Linked DNA regions of Mus musculus: all the other regions are linked to region 1. Evidence: chromatin contacts called from public Hi-C and Micro-C data. All regions are on one chromosome and are shown on one strand. Each heading gives the region's core, a stretch centred on a gene start, on an enhancer-like site or on the middle of the called end of the contact. The rest is flanking DNA. Distances are from core to core; before and after follow the strand shown.

Region 1 (2,700 bases), core at 125-2,624:
AAAGAGCATTACTTAAGAAATTCTAAATGTGGAAGGCTGTTTACTGCAAAGTAGAACATGAACAGCACACGTCACGGCTTGACTCGGACAAATGTATAAAGAACACCTTAACTGGCTATTTGTAAGCTGTAGTTGAACTCAATTTATTTACTTAAATAAATATTCCACAAAAACTACTAAAATTCTTATTCATGGTCTAGCTTCAGTTTACCTTTTCCCTATTTTCATGTCCCATAATATTAGATATAATATATATCTTCAAGTCCCAAAATTAAATATGGTTCAGGCATCAACCAATTCTATTTGTTCAAAAGTTCTCTAAAACAATAACATTACTATTTCTATCATTGAAAACAGACATTTCCTCCTCAGTTCTAAACAAGCCTCAGAGGGGGTCGAACATCGATTCTATGAGACCTTTTAAAATAACCCCCACCCGCACCCCCCACGCCCACCCCTCTCACACACTCCTGCTCCCGGGTGTGCTACCCTAGGTGTGCTCTCTTACATGAAGTGAGGAGGCACAGATGTGGAGTGAAAAACAGCCATCAGGAGTTGACTTTACAGCCCATGAAGGCTAAGGCTAGGCCTTCGTCTTGCCCACTAAGGTGTCCTCAGGGTCTGGAGCAGTGATTGCCATTTGGTTGGTACTTTAAAAATGGCCTTGGGTAAAGTTTTTAATATCTCCAGCCTTGACTTCTTTTCCTAGGAATTGAAGATAAAACCTCACTGGCAGTTGGAAGGCTTGAAAACCTTTGGGTTATAAGTAACAACCGCCACAGAATGGGTGTTAGCTTTTGGATGTTGAGAAATGTCCAATGTAAATGATACCTCACGTGACTTTATATCAACTTTGAAGAAGTTATGCTCTCTACAGCTACACCATTTCTTGCCTGAGACCACACAGCTGGTTTTAATTGGAACCAGAAGTCCAAGTCAGGTCCACATGTTACCTGTTCTGATTTTTCTCAGAAATAACTGAATATTCACAAGGCACAGTACCATCTGCCTGACTTTTCGGTCAGTCGCGGCCCAAGGTAACCGACTTGGTTGGCACCGTGGAGAACTCTGGGCCACACCCGCGACCCCGCCCCGCAGACCCACCTCGTGGTGCACAGCTGGGTCTCTCCCATAAGGTAGCGGGGCAGCTGGTCCCGCAGCTGGATGCGACCCCGCAGCGCCGCCTGGCAGAAAGTGCCATCCAGAAGGATCTGGTAGGGCTCGCGGACTCCGAAATTGTTGCGGAAAAAGCCGAGATGCTTCTTGGCGTGTTTCTGCCTGGTGATCTTCATGCCTGTTTAAGCCACCGGACTCACCGGCACCAGCCTCACTTCCGCACTCCTAGAAATTTGTATTTCCCGGAACGAAGCCCCTTCGACCCGGAAGTACACTCCCTTATTTCCACAGCCCGCCTCTCGGATTCTGTAGTTCGCAAAGGAACGACCACTCCCACTTCCTAGCGCGAGCTTTAGGGGGCGGAGCTTTCTGTGCAGAGGAGCCTCGGAGTGCGCAAATTGGCGCAGGTTGGCACATGCACACTCGCGAGCTGGACTAATAGTCCTTGCTTTGTGTAGCTCTTTGCCTGACACTTAGGAAGTCTCTAAAAGACTAGTAATATGAAAATAACTAATTATGGTACCATTGACCCAGGCACTTTGTAACTTGCCATTCACTATGTATCATTCCCAAGAATGTTTTTAGTTTCCAAGTGAAGAAAATGAGCCAAGGTTGGACGACCTTAACTTGGGAGGTTTTGCTGGTCTTCAAGGAAGCAAAGGGCACGTGGTTCCTAAGCGTCTGGAGCTCACACTGACTCCTTGATGTTCACGGGTATTTTACAACACCTTACGAATGAACTGATTCTATGGTAAAAAGGTGTTACCCAAATTGACAGCACAGTCTCTAACTCATCCTGGAGAACCCAATTGACATAAATTTGCTGGTTGTGGTGGCGTACACATCTTTAATCCCAGGAGGCAGAGGCAAGAAGGTTTCTGAGTTCCAGGACAGCCTGATCTTCATAGTGAGTTCCAAAGCAGCCAGAGTTACACATTGAGATCTTCTCTTGGAAAACAAATAAACTAAACAGCCAAATTAATATTTAAAAAAAGGATTTCCATAGTGTGGCCAAACGGAGGTGCCAGTCATTATGACAGTCAATCTCTGAGGTCCTGAAGTGAAATTAAAGTGTACATAGGTAGCCAGGGACATGAATATCTAACTCATTGGTTCTCAACCTGCCTAATATAGCCCTTTAATATATTTCCTCAAGTGTGGTGTGTGTCAATCATAAAATCAATTTCATTGCTACTTCATAACTGTAACATTGTTGCTGCTATGATTCATAATGCCAATATCTGCGTTTTCTGATGGTATTAGGAGACCCTGTGAAAGAGTCTTTTGAACCTCAAGGGCTCAGGACCCACAGGTTGAGAAATGCTGAATTCTAACCAACCTTGGTTAATATGTGGCACTGTCCATCATTTTTTAAGACTTTGGTCCTACCCTGGAAGGTGTTCTAAGAAGGCATTAAGACTGGGAAATCTCTTTCCCAGAAGACAAATTAAATTCCCTCTTGGTGTCAGGCTCTGCGTCTTTTCCTTCTTCCAGCATGAAATTGCCATTTCTTAGGGTCAGTTGTTTCAATTTGAGGGACACGAAAGAATATCTTCAAGTTCTGCTGGGCCAGTTACAGAGCCA
Region 2 (2,700 bases), core at 148-2,647, 160 kb before region 1:
AGGTGCCTCAGGGCTTGTCCTGCTTGACTTCTATATGGGTCAGCAAGAGGAGGGGGAGGGATGACGTAGACCAGCTCAGTAGCATACGGGTTTGGTTCAGCCAGGCCTACGTAGGCATTCCAGTGTGGCATACTGGCCCACAGCACTAACCTCGCGGTGTGCAGGGAGACGGTCTCACCAGGCAATGAGATGGCTTTACCATCCAGCTACCAGGGCTCACCATTTTGACCACACACACCGTTAGATCAAGCATAATGCATTCCTTATCAAATTCAGATTGTTAGTATGGTTAAATTGGATTCGCTATCATGTTGCCCTTCTTAAAGCCAGTAATGAACTCGACCACCCGCTGTGCTTTCTAACTGTTCTGAAGAAGTGGTTAGTTGTCGCACTGGATCCAAGAGAACTTTCCAAGTCTCCATTAGCAGCATTCATAAGCGTCGCCATTTTAAGTACGGGTTCTTTATACTTTTGTCCTTTTCAAATTGTCAAAAAAATTTTTTTTTCATTACAGAAAAAGTGATCTATGCACACTCCTCCCTTCTGAAGAGCCAGTCGGTTTCTGAATTCTTAGCAAGGACTAAAACAAAAATACTTGGATTGACTCAGTTTCTCATACAATTATTCCATCCATCTTGGTTGCTGGTTCCATTGAAATTTCTTTCTCTGCACGCTAACCGTAGATATACTAGGAGTTTGCTATGGGGAAGCTTCTAGAAGATAGAAAACTACAGAAACAGACTGGGGAGGGGCTCCTAGAATATGGGCCAATCACTGGACTGTAGGCCAAGCCCTGATCACTGGAGCTTTGACCCAAGGAGGCCTTAACACCGAGTCCAGAGGAAATCGGGTCCCCAGGAATGATCTCCCTCCCGGGCATCAACCCCACCCCTGCCGTCCTCCTGCAGGCTACACTCCAGCTTCGAAGTCACGGACTCCAGAGCGCGAACCCCGCCGCACAGCCCGCGCTCACCAGCTCCGCGCGCAGCCGGGCCAGGGCGCACTCCATGCGCGTCCGGCTCCTTTCCTCCCGTGCTGCCGCTGCGGCCGCCGCCACCGCCGCCACCGCCTCCCGCGCGCGTCTGGCGCGCCCGCGTGCCGCCGCCCGCTGAAAGGCGCGCTCCAGCTGCCTGCGGAGGTGCTCCAGCACCGGGCTGGACGCCCGGACGTGCTCTGGCACTTCGATGCCGATGCGCCAGGTGCCGCAAGGCATGCGGTGCACCGGGTGGAAGACTGGGGACCATAGCGCAGCCCTTCCAGAGACTCCGTAGAGTCCCCGGGACATCCTCTGTCTGCAGTGGCTGTAGTCACCCAAGCCCATCGTGGTCCTTTTCTGCAGCGCTCCGACTGGGGATTTGGTTGCAAGTTGGAGCTTTTTAAGGCCGATCGGGTCGGGGGCGGGGGCAGTTAACGGAACAGGCAGGACCCTGGCAGTGGACGCTGTTACTGCCCGGCCACTCAGAGCGCTGCTCGGCTCCTTGCCCATCTCCTGTCTTCTCTGCCTCATAGCAACAACGGAGGGAGGCCTTGTGACTAGAAGTTCTGACTGGAATTTTTTTTTCAGTCTGTTATAGCTTTGGCTTTGAGAATGCATGGAGACTGAAACAGTCAACCCACGCAGATAAAAACCGAGGAACTAGCTGACGATTTACCACGGGGGGGTTTCGACACAAAACTTTCCAGTTGCCTATTTCTTAGTACTGTGAGCCTTTGAAATAGTCTCTGACATTTTACTCTTTCAATACTGTGTCAGGTGTGGTAGAATCTAGACACCCTTCTGATCCTATACGCATGTATCATCCACAGTCCATGGTGAGAAGTTTGATCCTTTTGTAAGTTAGAATAGTCTTTCTGTGATCACAGGAGCCCAGAGTTCTGAAACTCGGTGCTCCTCTTTAACCCTGATGACTTCTTGGCGAGTCTACATAAATGAAAGGCTTAAAATAAAAAACCAACACCTTCCCTTATGACGGTATAATTCCCAGTCCAAGGTAATCATGAGCTAATAATTATTATCCGCATCATATAAAGTATATTTTAATGCCTCTTTTGGAGCTAATTGAATGTTTCTTTACAGGAATGAACAGTCAAAACTCCTGTGGTCATAGACCATTGCAAGAAGAAACAACAGTGACAGAAGAAACAAACACGTAGTACTCTCCCCAAGGAACTGTGGATACGTCTCTGAAAGACTGCTCCATTGCTTGAAGTGTCAATAGTAGGCCAAAAAGATAACAAGAGCATCCTTACATTATACTATATGCCTTATAGTATGTTATATATTATTATAGTTCTTATTATATACCAGCCACTTCACCTATTAACCTACATAATCCTTACACAACCCTGTGAGATGTATACTATTTTTTCCATATTTTTCCAAATAAGGAAAGTGGGGGTGGGGGGAGGTCCACATGCATACCCACCAAAGAGTCACACAAACTCAAGTGGTCTGCTCACAATTCACACCTAGGAAGCCTGGCTTGTTTGTACACGCCAGTCATTGAGATATACTCTCCTTCCAAGGGGAGAATGTTGCACAGATAAGCAAGAACTCTGACTCTGTGGGCCCGTTAAATTCAGCTCTATTGAAATGGACTCAGTCTTTACTTGATAAGGAATACGGTTACCCAGACTCTGGGTATAATCGCCAAGTTCAGTGCCTGATAGTTCACAACTTAAGTACGGTCATCTCTGATC
Region 3 (2,700 bases), core at 163-2,662, 190 kb after region 1:
TTTGGCTTTAGGAAGGCCACTTGATTGGACTGAGATGGAGTTTTGTGACTCAGATAAAAGACCAAGTGGCAAGGCTTAGAATGCCAATTAGAGAAGAGACACGAATTAGCTATTGCTTTCGTCTGGCAGGACAGACAGGCACATAATAACAAGGTTGCTGTCCCCTTAAGCCAGTCACATGCTGAGGTTCTTAATTCAATTTTAGGACTCCATCCTACCCAGATGTATTTATTTCGTCCCCTACACAGTTCCCCTTTTATGAAATGCCGACACAAGCTTTAACCACACCATACCATCCAAAGTGGGTTGCCAAATTAGTTTTGAAAAGGGTTCAACAAAGCTAACCAGGTTAAGACGGACCTTTTCAGATCTTTGCTCCTGATGCTTTGAGAATTTCCAAGAGCAGTGATTCTCTGCTGAGTGGTCCAAGCTTTGAGACCATGGGATACTTTTTGGCAGAGCATTCAGGGGGATTCTTGCTCTGAGAAGTTTATCTTTGGAAACAATCTTTTGATATTCTCCCAGAGTTCAGCCATTTGTGATCTAAACGTCTCTTCGGCTTCTCTGGGTGAAATGTTCCTGTAGCTGTCTTTTGCTACTTTTGGGTTCCTCTTTCTTCCACCCTTTTATACCCTTTCTCCACCCTTTCATTCCCTAACACTAGCTAGAGAAGAAGAGAAAGATCGAGAAGAAGGCGATGTTATCGTTAGACTACATCCTGCTGATTAAGGGCACTGAGTTCCTGGGGGCAATTTTCTTCACCTTCAGGGTATCTAATTTCTGCTTCTTCTACTTTTCGTTTTTGTCCACAGATCACTTAACAAACCATGACCAACAACCAGCAACCAACAAACCACAACCAACAACCCACTCTTCCTCTAGGTTCCCTAGCATTTATATACCCTCTGAAAAGTCCTTAAACTTCTCAACACCATACAATCATAGGAACTATCTGCTGCTGGCAAAATCATGACCCAACAAGAGCATGAACATTCTATGGACAATTTGAAGCAGCCCCATATCCCACACCTGGGATTAGAATGAAAACATATTCCCATAATATTTCTGTGTTTTTCAAAGAAACCAAAGTTCTCACTACATGTTCCTGCCTGGAGAATCAGACTCTCATGGAAACTTCTTTGTCACATTTGATCTTTTTTTTTTTTTTTTTTTTCATTTGTTGGAATGAGCTATTCCATCAGGGTTATCTCTTAACACTAGAGTTTTAGAACTATTCGAATACCCTTGATTTGAAGAATTACAGACCCAAGTACGTCAGATAATTATTTTATTGTTGATATGTTTTGACGTCTGTGAATACCAGAGTGATTGTGCTGTCTCCAGTTTCCTCTCTGATGTCTCACAGAGAATCTTCCAGGGGAATGCATCACCTCTTGTTGCGTCAGAGTAGGAGTGGCCCAGAGGCCCAAATGTGCAAAACCAAAGCCTGGGTTGTTCTGCCTATGAACATTCTGATACCTACACAACGCAGAATTGGAAAGGAAATGCCAGAAACAAAGAGGGAGATCCCAGAAATGCCAGGATTCACAGACAGGGAACCTAGTTTTTCCACAGCCTGACTGTCAGAACTTGTAGATGAGGAAAGACTTCACCCAGGGTGGAAAATTCAAGGTTGAAAACAGAGCCCTGCTCCTCTCCAGCACGGTGGGAGGTCTTCTCTGTACTCTTTTTTTTTTTTTTTTTTTTTTTCCTGCAGAAAGAAGTGCCAGAAAAATGGCCTCTACGTTTTGCTATCAGCAGTGGGGAGGTTATGGTGGTTTGGTTTTAAAAGGAGTGATTAGCATCTTTCTGAGAAGGTCAGAGCGAAAGCTGCTTGGGGGCCCCCGGAGGAGGATGGGGGCAGATTTGATATAGCTGTCATTACCTCCCAAGGAGGTCCAAAGGGCTTGAAAAATCATCAAAGCAGGAATTCCCGAAGTGGATGGTCAGGACATTCTTGAAGACAGCGTTTTGTTTGCAGAAGTAGGTTGCAGGATGCTACTGACTGAACAAACAGTAAAACCCAGGTTTCCAGGAGTTGGCTATAGGCAGGATGATACTGAATCAGAACGATTTAATCAATAAAAGTGACACACCCTAGATGTAAGAAGCACAACCCAGCACTGGGCTCCTATGCCTGATGAATGTGCCTTACACAGTTTACCAGTTCCCTGGAAGAGTTCTAGAACTTAGCACATACCTCACATGAACTAGGGACATGATAAATATTTTGGTGAATGAAAATGTAAGTTTTGATGTTGCAACTTCCTGGTAAGTTACTTCAAGTCTTCTTGCCTCCCCTCTCCCCCTTCACCTCTATGTCTCTTACTAGAAATTCGGTAATTCTCGAGAACGTTCTATTTCTGCTCAATACAAAGATCTCTGGCAACCTTCCGGGCTTTGCTATTATAAAGACAAACTTGTTTTTTCAGGGTTAGGACCACAATGGCCTTTTCTGTGTGCTGAGCAGTGACTCTAGGGAAGGACCCTGTTTGTTGGCTGAACTTGTAGCATCTGTTTGATAAACCAGTTACTGGAGTCACTGCAGCCAGATGCCCAGCGGGAGAACACATCTGTGATGTGGTTTTGAGAACATTCTGTTGTCTCTTTTTCCTCCTATGAAGCTTCCTTCTCTGAATTCTAATAGCGCATTCTTTGTACTTTTCTCAGATCACTTTGAATGGGAAAGAAGAGCAAAGG

What was found. Hi-C and Micro-C count contacts between places; a contact is called where the count stands out from the background.
Region 2: a contact with region 1 is called in a Micro-C map of embryonic stem cells, with 2.4 times the contacts expected there. The contact joins the promoter of Aard here to the promoter of Utp23 in region 1. A contact is called at or near these places in 1 of 484 Hi-C or Micro-C datasets (embryonic stem cells), 1 of 115 datasets of contacts at active chromatin or transcription factors (stem cell-derived neural progenitor cells) and 2 of 9 other capture datasets (liver and pancreatic islet).
Region 3: a Hi-C map of the Ba/F3 cell line shows a contact between it and region 1, with 2.1 times the contacts expected there. The contact joins the enhancer-like site here to the promoter of Utp23 in region 1. A contact is called at or near these places in 3 of 39 promoter capture datasets (cranial neural crest, embryonic stem cells and liver), 1 of 484 Hi-C or Micro-C datasets (the Ba/F3 cell line), 3 of 115 datasets of contacts at active chromatin or transcription factors (bone marrow-derived macrophages, embryonic stem cells and neural progenitor cells) and 1 of 9 other capture datasets (embryonic stem cells).

What each region holds. Positions count from the first base shown.
Region 1 is chr15:51,876,115-51,878,814 of GRCm38.p6, reverse strand. Utp23 (UTP23 small subunit processome component) reads right to left here and starts at 1,374. Exons shown (of 3, transcript NM_030132.5): 1 at 1,105-1,374. The coding sequence starts at 1,292.
Region 2 is chr15:52,038,804-52,041,503 of GRCm38.p6, reverse strand. Aard (alanine and arginine rich domain containing protein) reads right to left here and starts at 1,397. Exons shown (of 2, transcript NM_175503.3): 1 at 974-1,397. The coding sequence starts at 1,321.
Region 3 is chr15:51,681,228-51,683,927 of GRCm38.p6, reverse strand. No RefSeq gene overlaps it. Among named protein-coding and RNA genes, the nearest start is that of Gm34562, 30 kb to the right of the region's middle. Within about 2 kb of position 1,412, at least 12 of the 459 cell types and tissues checked have an H3K27ac peak or open chromatin away from gene starts, as enhancers often do. A contact at or near this core is called in the Ba/F3 cell line, where this site is marked.